Regions from separate parts of the Bos taurus genome. Here region 2 is linked to region 1. The links are chromatin contacts, called in public Hi-C maps. All regions are on one chromosome and are shown on one strand. The core of a region is the stretch at or near the end of the contact, and the rest is flanking DNA. Distances in the headings are between cores, read along the strand shown.

What was found. Hi-C and Micro-C count contacts between places; a contact is called where the count stands out from the background.
Region 2: a Hi-C map of liver shows a contact between it and region 1, with 2.8 times the contacts expected there. The contact joins two enhancer-like sites. A contact is called at or near these places in 2 of 11 Hi-C or Micro-C datasets (blood and liver).

What each region holds. Positions count from the first base shown.
Region 1 is chr19:60,639,810-60,645,292 of ARS-UCD2.0, forward strand. No RefSeq gene overlaps it. Among named protein-coding and RNA genes, the nearest start is that of KCNJ16, 9.8 kb to the right of the region's middle. Within about 2 kb of position 3,037, at least 18 of the 102 cell types and tissues checked have an H3K27ac peak or open chromatin away from gene starts, as enhancers often do. A contact at or near this core is called in liver, where this site is marked.
Region 2 is chr19:61,138,830-61,144,312 of ARS-UCD2.0, forward strand. It overlaps MAP2K6 (mitogen-activated protein kinase kinase 6), which reads right to left. Exons shown (of 12, transcript NM_001034045.1): 10 at 4,403-4,542. Among named protein-coding and RNA genes, the nearest start is that of MAP2K6, 95 kb to the right of the region's middle. Within about 2 kb of position 2,197, at least 15 of the 102 cell types and tissues checked have an H3K27ac peak or open chromatin away from gene starts, as enhancers often do. A contact at or near this core is called in liver, where this site is marked.

The DNA of each region.
Region 1 (5,483 bases), core at 1,787-4,286:
TGCAGTTATCATTATCATTATGATGCGCCTCAAGACCAACACATAGCCCTAGCCTCCGGGGAACGAGACGGAGCTTTTGTCTCTGTTTTTACCCTTCTTCCCTCTGCCTGCCACAATCTTTGATATTTTGCTTTCTTCCAGTCCCCAACCCTAGGCGTCCCCAGTTTGCACAAGTGGGCGTGCAGATCCTTCGTTGATTGAGACAGCTGGGTTTCCCTGGCAGCTCAGCGGTCAAGACTCCGCCTGCCAATTCAGGGGACCGGGATTCGGTCCCTGATCTGGGAAGATCGCACATGCCACGGACCAACCGAGCTTGTGCGCCGTAAGTACTGAGCCTGTGCTCGTGAGCCCGGGAGCCAAAGTACTGAGCCCACGTGCCACAAGTACTGAAGCCTGAGCGCCCCCAGAGCCCGCGCTCCGCAACAAGAGGGGCCCCCGCAGCAAGAAGCCCACCACCGCAACTAGAGAGGAGCCCCCTCTCATCACAGCTAGAGAAAAGCCCGTGGAGCAACTAAGACCCAGCACGGCCAAACATAAACGAATAAATAAAAGTAAAAACAAAAAAGAAGTAAAAACAACAACAAGAAAAGCTTAGATAATAGCAAGTTACATTTCTGGAGATGGATAAACCATGCTTTGTACTGTTGGATGAATCTGAGGCAGCTGTCAAGGCTTTAGTCTTCCATGACTACTCTGATATTTATTTATAAGAATGAAAAAGCCATTTTGGAAACTTTGGTTTACAGTTGGGTCCAGGTTTGCTCTTCACAAACTGCTCGCTCTCTGGGTTCCATGCCAGATGGAATACTGGAAAGAAACTCCAAAACACTGCAATATGCTGTCCCTTGATTTTATGATTGGTGCTGAGATTAGACCATCTCTCCTCAGAGCTCAGGGACCAGAAGACGACTGGGGTCTGGGAATCGAGGCAGGGCAACCGTAGGCAGTTACGTACTCATTGGGAGCATATTATTCCCACAGGGAAATGAAACTCAGGCTGGCCAGGTGCAGCTGCTCAAGTCATTCACTGCACAAGTCACCGATCTGCAGATGCACCTCTTAATAATAAACAAAGGGCCAATAGCCTCCTTGGGGAACATTGTCCCCAGCTTCCGTCAATCTAGCATTTAGCGTCTCGAAACTTAGTAGCATTTTTGATGCCCTTTGTTAGTTATAAACTCAGGTTGCCCTCATCAGAATCATAGTGCTCTGTTTTAGTGACTACGTTTTTTATACCACTACTCACTTCTGGCCTTTGTAATTGCAAAAGCAATATTTCATTTTTTAAATGGAATCAGAAGTGTCATTTTAAATGCCTGAACTTTTATCATTTCAAGTAAATCCAGTTTTAAAAAGTACAGTAATGTGGGATCTGGAAACTAAGTTCAATAGATATTACTATTGTTAATGAATTATTGATTGATTATCATGAAAAATATTCAATTACATCATAGTTAGCTATTCATTAAGGAAAGATTTGAAAAGAAGCAGAAAATAACATGAATCAGGAATTTTTCTCAATTTTTAAACTGAGATAGTTCAGCAATTATAAAATAGAAATAATTATAGTCAAATACACACATCAATGAAAAAAGCATAAAAAAAAACAAGAAACAAACAAACAAACAAAAATCAAGGGTAAAAGTATAGAGTGAGGGGGCAATCATCATATTTTGTGGTTTCAGAGAATGAAGAAAAAATATAAAGCAAACTGCAAACCAGAAACGTTTGGAAACAGTGAACCAGGGAGGCTGAGTAACTCCCTAAACTGCACAGCTTTGTTTAGTGACAGTGACGGGACTAAAATCAATTACTCTGGGGAGCGGGAAGATAACACGTTTAGGAAGTTGACCTCAGCCATCAACCTACACGTCACGATGAAAACATGTATATTTAGGAAAAAAATATATTATTTTGTGATCCTTACTAAAACAGCATAATCTTACAGCCAACAAAGCTTTCACTTCCAAGTGCATTTGAAACATGCTCCTGTGATGGATCCATGTGGAGAAAAACAGAGAGTAGCCGTTGACTGAGCAACTCCTATAAGCCACAGAGTTGTGTGCATGTGTGTATCTTTGAACACAAGCACACACACACGTATACATGTGAAGACTTTAGCAGGGTATGTGTGTGTGAGGATCCTGATAAATTCCAAGGTAGTAGCATCACCTCTATTTATACTCACGGAGAAAGGGAGGCTCAGCGACAAAGAGGGAGTTGCCCAAGTTCACACCTGGACTCTGAGCCCACGTCCATCTGATTGAAAGTCCATGATCCCCCACACAGGATGTCACAGCTTAGAGAACACCTGCCTGGCACCCGAAGTTTGGTTGCCAGTCCCCTGGGGGCTCTGCACATTCCCGGGGCCCACCAGCCCATCACAGACCGAGTTTCTCCAAGTTCAATTCACAGAGGCTTATCTGGGTTATAATAGTTCACTTTCAGACACTGGGGGCTTCCCTGGTGGCTCAGATGGTGAAGAATCCGCCTGCAATGCAGGAGCCCTGCATTGTCGGATCCCTGGGTTGGGAAGATCCCCTGGAGGAAGAAATGGCAATCCACTCCAGTCTTCTTGCCTGGAGAATCCCGTGGATGCAGGAACCTGGTGGGCTACAGTGTGTGGGGTCACAAAGAGTTGGATATGACTTAACAGCAACATCAATATTTAACAGAGATATCAAAGGGATTGCTTTTCCGGTTGAATGATTACACAAAGGAAATGTCTCAACCTCCCGCAGCATCAGGACCAACCATCGCCTCTGAGGATTATGGAGAGCGCTGGTCCTCGGTATTTGTGGGGTTTTTTTCTGCTGCACTTCCATGGTTTCGTCTCTATAAGAGAACTTAACTTTTCCTCCTACAAAAGATGGATTCTGACCCGATGAGCTGAGGTCCCTCTAGTATTTTAGAAGCCCTTGAATCTGGAATCGGCAGCGACTGGCAGACGCTCCCCTCTTGCCTTAACCCTGCCCCGTGGCCAGCCTGCCTTCCCAGGCTAGCTGGTATCAGATGCAATCAACGGGCAGCACAGTGCATAGTAAATAATTGATCTCCAACATGTGCTTCTAATTCAAATAAAGAGCCTTGAACCACAGTGTGCAGCGCATGTGACTCAAGTATTTTATGTGGAAATTGGAAGCTTTCTGATCAGTCTCTGTAAAGACGTTTTCGCAGGGTCTGAACCTCTGGGGACTGTTTGTGTTTCAAGTTCAAGTTACTTAGCTCATGATTAAGAAGCTTTTATAGGCCCCAGCGGTAAATGAGAGAACAGAGGGAAAAGCATTCTTTGGCTGCGTAATTTAGCAAGACTTAATCTATCTGTTTGGGTTTTCATCCACCGGGCTTGCTGAAAACTTTAAATGATTAACCTGTCTCTCTGCGGCCAGCAGACTCTCCAGGGCTTCCATCAAGAGCCTGACAGCAGAGATCACCCAGCTCGGGTTACCTTAATTATTGAGAAGCCTCTCAATCTCAGTCCAGAGGCTTTTTCTTGGGATAACAGACAGACTCTAAATCCACTGTTCTTTTACTTTGCAGTATTTAGCAAATAAAATAAATCAATGAGACCAAACAGCAAGCATTTATTTAACTTTAAATGTTCCCTGGTAGGTGCTCAGCAACTCAGAGTCTACTGAACTTTGAAATATTCAGCCATGTTGACTTAAGTCTCCCGACTTGGCACAAAAGATCCCAGACCGCAAGCCTGGATATCCCCGGAGGAAAGGAACCCGGGGCGACCTGATGGAGCAAGATGTTGTTTGCCCCCGGCCAGATCTCATGACCCAACCACACCGCCCTCAGAGGACTGCGTGCAGTTGCTTTAGTAAACTAATAGCCGTGAAAAAGGAGCCTGCGAATTCTCTCCTACTTGGGGTTTCTCTTACTGCAGAAAAGCTTCCGAAGCGATGCAGGCGAACGATGGTGTTCCAGCTGCAGGAAGATGTCGTCTCCTTGGGAGAGCGTCCCCGGAGGCTGCCTTGCTTGCGCTCTGCCCACACTTGGATCTGAACTGCGTCCCAGTTACTAACTTTTATTTTTAAAGCTCTGCCCTCCCAGGAGGCCTTCACAGAGAATTTGCCAAGCACCTCCCTGCTGCCTTGGCTGTTGGGCTGTGTGATTCCTCCCTGCGTTCTGTGTGGAGTACCCAAGTGTTTGCATCCCGTTCCCTTAAAAGTGAAAGTAAGAGGAAAGAGAGAGGTGGGTCACAGCAAGTGTAGGGCTGTGATTTAGCCGGGTTTTGTGATTTAGCCGGCTTCCCTGGTGGCTCAGATGGTAAAGAACCCGCCTGCAATTCAGGACACCTGGGTTCAATCCCTGGGTCTGGACGATCCCCTGGAAGAGGAGATGGCAACCCACTCCAGTATTTGTGCCTGGAGAATCCCATGGACAGAGGAGCCTGGAGGGCTACAGTCCATGGGGTTGTAAAGATTGCCCCAGGTGTAGGGGTGGGGATTCCAAAAGTCCACAGGTGAAGCTTCCTTTTTAAAAAGTTCCGGGGGCTCCTGGGCATACATCCAGAGAAAAACATGATCTAAAAAGGTACACGCACCCCAGTGTTCAATGCAGCACTGTACAATAGCCAAGACATGGAAGAAACCTAAACATCCAATGAGAGAGGAATGGATAAATAAGACGTCATACATACAATTACTCAACCATTGAAAAGAATGAAATAATGCCATTTGCAGCCACATGGATGGACCTAGAGATTGTCATACTGCGTGAATTCAGATAGAGAAGAAGTGTCATATGACATCCCTTACGTGTGGAATCCAAAAAGAAATGATACAAACGAACTTACTTACAAAACAGAAGGAGACTCAGAGACTTAGAGAAGGAACTTATGGTTGCTGGGGATAAAGGATAGTTAGGGAGTCTGGGACGGACATGGACACACTGCTCTGTTTAAAATGGATACCCAACAAGGACCTGCTGTACAGCACAGGGAATTCTGCTCAGTGTTCTGTGGCAGCCTGGGTGGGAGGGGAGCTTGGGGGAGAATGGATACATGTGTATGCATGGCTGAGCCCCTTCGCTGTCCACCTGAAACATTGTTAATTGGCTATACCCTAATCAAAATTAAAAGTTCAAAGAAAAAAAAAAGCTCAGGTGTTTATACACACGCCTTGCAGAACATTTGAAACAGAAGAATCAGTGCTTAGACGGAACTAGTAGAATATTTTAAACTGAGTAGAATGAGTGCCTAATCATTTAAATAAGAGTGGTCCAGAGAAGCCGCTTGGCATGTATCCTGGCCAACTCTGAAGAAATGAAATAAAATATTTAAAACCAGGGTCTGGGTTCCTTGGTATATATACTTAGAGTTCATGTAGATGAATTCATGCCGTCTGACCTTGCCAGGAGCTCTTCTTTTTTAAATTAAATTTTTATTGGCGTATCATTGCTTTACAAAGCCGTGTTCGTTTCTACTGCACAGCAAAATGAATCAACTACACCTACATCTATATACGCACATATAT
Region 2 (5,483 bases), core at 947-3,446, 500 kb after region 1:
TTCAAAGCTACACCAATTTCTTTTTGGATCCGAGTCAGACTTTTGAATTTTCAAGTGGCTTGTCGTTTTCAAGCGTGCAATTAGCTAACTGCCCTAATTCCCCTTCCAAATGCCACAACACAAACTCCTGACCGTAGCTGACACTAAAACACAGCTTCGTGCCGTGCTGAGAACTGCTAGCTTCACGTTTGTGCTGAGCCGAGGGGTTCTGCCCCTCCGAATCCCCCCGAACTGACCGTTTCCCAGAAGGACTCCTGGGAACATCTGCAGAAGAAAAACACAGCTCGCCTCCCAAGCCATACATTTGTCCTGAGCTTTGTAAATACCCAGGGCCTCTTTTTACTCCTTCCTGAACAAGCCAGCAACTATGTTTGATCGTCTCTGTTTTGTGCCTGTTTCTCTGAGTCAGACAGGACCAGCGTCTGGGTGGGTCTCTGACCTCCAACGGACTTCGGGCCGGTGGACGGGGCACTGAGCTCTTAAACAGGCCTGAAGGCTCAGCAGGAAGGAAGTCAAGCTTTGGGGCACTTGGCTCAGCTGGTCTCTAGGGAGCGACTCTCAGTCCCCAAGCCTGTGTCCAGCTGAATGAGGTTATGGTGAAAGAACGCAAGCGTGCCAAGATTCCATTTTAGTAGAAACTCATTTGTGAAACCTTCTGCAAGACCAGGGTGTAAGGCCTTTCCATTTCTCTATTGTGAATCCCAAACAAGGCCTAGATGGCCAGTGTCTCCTGATTCAGGAACTCTTTAAAGGCCCTGAGATAAGAAAGCCACGTGGGTGTCCATGGTGGCTCAGTGGTGAAGAATATGCCTGCCAGTGCAGGGGACACGGGTTCGATCCCTGGCCCAGGAAGATCCCACATGGCGTGGAGCAACTAAGCCTGCGCCTGTGCTCTAGAGCCCGGGAGACAATCCTGAGTCCATGAGCTGCAACTGCTGAAGCCCACGTGCCTGGAGCCCGTGGTTGGCAGCAAGAGAACCCACCACGTGAGAAGCCCGCATGCCACAAGTGGAGAGGAGCTCCCCTCTCTGAGACCAGGGAAAGGCCGAGCAGCAACAAAGACGCGGCACAGCCAAAAATAAAAATAAACAGATAAATAAACGAAATTATATATAAAAAAAGAAAGCCACGTGTAGGGAAGGAAGAGTAAGAAAACGCTTGTTTGAAAATAAGTACAGAAAGGAAGGATTTGTAGGAAATCTCTGTTGTTGCTGCTTTTCTTCAAGTTCATATGGAATAAACATCTTGACTTGCTTTGGTTTTCTCTCCTCCCCTCACCCCCTCTGATGTTACTGCTAAAGAAGGATGCCAGCAGAACCCTGGACTCTATCAAGTCATAATTTGGAGAGTGATAGCAGATGAATGCCCTACTCCACCGCAAAAATCAGATCACAGCATCCGGTCCCATCACTTCATGGCAAACAGAAGGGGAACAAGTGGAAACGGTGACAGAGTTTATTTTCTTAAGCTCCAAAATCACTGCAGACGGTGACTGCAGCCACAAAACTAAAAGATGTTTGCTCCTTGGGAGATTAGCTATGATAAACCTAGGCAGCATATTAAAAAGCAGAGACATCACTTTGCCGACAAAAGTCCATATATCCCAAGCTCTGGGTTTTCCCGTAGTCATGTACTGATGTGAGAGCTGGACCATAAAGAAGGCTGACTGCCAAAGAATTGATGCTTTCAAACTGTGGTGCTAGAGAATACTCTTGAGGGTTTGAGGGTCCCATGGACTTCAAGGAGATCAAACTAGTCCATCCTAAAGGAAATCAACCCTTAATATTCACTGGAAGAACTGATGCTGAAGCTGAAGCTCCAGTACTTTGGCCACCTGATGCAAAGAGCTGGAAAAGACCCTGATGCTGGGAAGGACTGAAGGCGGGAGGATAATGGGGTGACAGAGGATGAGATGGTTGGATGGCATCACCAACTCAATGGACATGAGTTTGAGTAAACTCCAGGAGATGGTGAAGGACAAGGAGGCCTGGCGTGCTGCAGTCCACAGGGTCACAAAGAGTCAGATATGCCTGAATGACTGAACAACCACAACAGCTGTCAGCTGACCAGCAGTGACCAGAGGAGTGTGACCACCAAGCGGAAGCCCCAGACGAAAGCGCAGCAGCAGAGGATGCAGCTCCCGGGACTAAACAGAGAGAAGAGAAGCGCACAAAGCCAGCCCTGGCAACAGCGTGAAGACACTCTGCCCTGTGGGCGGGGCTGGCCAGCAGCTGACAGAGAGCGGCCACACAGGAAGCTGCAACTTTCACAAACGCGTGCAAACGTGAAAATTAGGGAACTTTCAGTTCTCCAAGGCTTTCATTTAAAAAACAAAAGAAACCTGTGAAAAGCTTTAACACTTTGACTCTAGGGGAAGTTCTAAGTAAGAAGAAAAGTTGATGAAAGATAAATAAAGTAATTGAATGATTTCTCAATGAACTGTAGAAGAGAAGCAGCTTTCTGAAGAGAACAACCGTCCGCAGATGGCAGGCATAAGTCAGGGGTTCTGACGACAGGCCTCCAGGAAAATGATGTGGGAACATCCCATCAGGTATTCAGGACCACCCCCTCCCAGACCAATTAAATCAGAACCTCTGAGGCCCAGGGGCACACCTGAAAGGTCTGTCACGTTGTATAAGCAGGCAACGGGAGTTGAGAACCATTAGGTTAAACTGGATTCACACCAGCCCACCTGGCTTTCTCAAGCTTTTCACACCAGCTTTGTTCTTATCAAAGTTTTCTGCAGTTCCCAGAATCTTGGGGAAAAGGGCCAGGTGGGAGAAAGGTTACAAAGCAGAGAGTCTGAAAAGCTTCCTTAAATAAGATCCTTCCTCCTCACCACCCCTCTGGAGAATGACCGGTCTGAACCATCCAAGACAAATCATCCCTTTCCTCCGTGACCTTTAAACCCTCGACGACGAGGAACAAACAGCAGGCACCGGGTCCTTGAAACCAGAAGGCACGATCCTGAAGCCCTCTCAGCCGGGCAGGTGCACAGCACACCTGGAGGCTCCGGCAAGGAGAGCAGAGAGGGGGTACCGCCCGGGCGCCCAGGGGAAGTGCTGATACGCATCCAGCGGCATCCAGCAGGCGAGCATCACGCCGCCCATCACTCCAGCCTCTCCGGCCACTCAGCCAAGAATAAAACAAAAACAACGGCACGTCGGCCTCGTATGTCTTTAGGGGAAAGCACCAGGGTGACGGGCCTAGAGCTGGTGAAAAACCCAAGGGGCCTTTGCTTCACAAGCAACAGACAGCTGCTTGGTGTTACCACGTTTTCCAGTAAAAGCTGTGTTCAGAATGCCTCTTCCAAAGCGCGTGGAGGCCAAGGAAGGGTAACCTTGGGGAAGCTAGCCTCTCCAACGGGAGGCGGAATGCCAGCCCCTTTCTTAGCTCCGAGTGAGCAGAGCCGGTCCCCTGGGCAACCACAGCCGGGCTTCCAGCATCTCCGACGGCCTCTGCCCCGGCTCACAGCTGCACGGCAGCACCCAGGATCACAGCCTGCGCTCCGTCATGGCATCATTTTTCCAGCATCCCTTGCAATGATCATCAGTATCAAGTCATGCTGGGCACCCTGGGGCCCGTGCAGACGGAAATCACCAGGTTTTCTGGAGAAAAACAATCCCCTCTTCTAGTTTCCTCAATTCCACCAGCAATTTCCATGAAAACAAACTCACGGCATCAGTATGGCTCCTTCCATCTCTTCCCCCCCAACTTTCTTTTCCCTTCTTAGACGTGCCCCCTCCCCAGCCGGAACTGTCCACTGTCCACTTCCGGGCAAGCAGAGCCATCAGTGAGCAAGCCTTCTCTAAGAATCAGCCTAAAACACCAGAATCACTTGGTAAGACTTCCAGGTGCCTAAGGGAAGCTCTGAATGTAGCCTCCGTCGTCTTCTCCAGGCTTATTCTTTGCGTCATATCTCCTCCCCACCCGAGCCCTCCAGTGGGTCCCCCACCTCTCTCTTTATGCCCTGGCCCACATCAGATGGCTCAGCCTCTCATCAAACAGTTTCCCACGCCTGTGTCAGGGTGCATGAGATTCCTCCCACCTGGAACACCTTCTCCTCCTCCACTTCCCTTTTCCCTGGCACACACCTCACCTGGTCCCAGCTCAGGATTTATCTCCTCCAGAAACTCTCCCCTAAGGCCTTTCCTCTGAGATCCCCCCAAAGACCCAGTGCCCGTTTCCCTCTGGACCTGGGCTAGAATGACTGAGCTGGGACACTCCCCTCTGTGGCTCTGAGCTCAGCGGGGACCAGGCAGAGCCGTCTTTGTTGCTTAGCAACGAGGATACACTCCATCAACACTGGGAGTGGATGTGGGCACGTGGATTAGACCAATGGAGGAAGTCAGGAGGACCCCTTCCGCCTTCACCCTGGCTTCTGGGAGACGCGCTCTCTTACCACTGTGAGGTAAAGTCAACAAACTCTTCGGAGAACTTGTCTGCGGGCAGCTGCGGCGACGGCTCCTCCACCACCTGTTTGAGCTGCTGGAAAGGAGTCCCCCACGAGTCGTAGGGAAACCGGAGGATGGCCAGCTCGATCTGGAAGGGAGAGGTACACAGGAGGTGAGAGCTGACTCTGGGCTACTGTGTACCGGGCAGCTGCTGGGGCATCCATGTCATCCCAGGAGGCGGAGGGCAACCGGACGGGGACAGTCCGGTGAAACGTGCAGAGGGGACGCCAACGATGCCGTGTTCGCTAGCGGTGTGCCCCCACGTCCTGGAGCTGGGGGTGACATCGTCCGGGAGACAGCCCCTCACCAAGAGGAAATCCACCTGGAATATTCACCAGAAGGACTGATGCTGAAGCTCCAGTACTTTGGCCACCTGATGCGAAGAGCCGACTCACTGGGAAAGACCCTGACGCTGGGGAAGATTGAGGGCAGGAGGAGAAGGGGACGACAGAGGATGAGACAGCTGGATAGCATCACTGACTTGATGAACATGAGTTTGAGTAATCATCCAGCTGGTGATGGACAGGGAGGCCTGGCATGCTGCAGTCCACGGGGTCACAAAGAGTCGAACACCACTGAGGGACTGAACAATAACCTCACTGAAACCCAGTGTGGCACTTCATAAAACTGTGAGCCAGCAGTGTGCAACTTCAGGATGAAAGGGGCCAGGTTTTCAAACGTTTAGTCTAAAAAGCACTTCTCGCCCGAAGACGCTTACCTCTGCTGCCATCTGCTGGCCACACGCTGGAATGAAAACAAACAGGGCCAAAGGACTGCTCGGTTTTTGGACTTGAGTAAAGGCCGCCTTGCTGTTACAAGATCACGTGCCTTCTGGGCAAGGACGTGAAATAGCTCACGGGATTTACTCAGCTGCTGTGTCTGGGAAGGAACCAGGACCACCATGGATCCTTCCAGACCTCGGTGATCCACTGAAAATTTACGATCAGCAGAGTTACAAATCAGGCTCTCACCGTGTATAACTTCAGGGCTGTGCCTGAGGAAATGAGCCTGTTTGTTAGTATGTGCTGG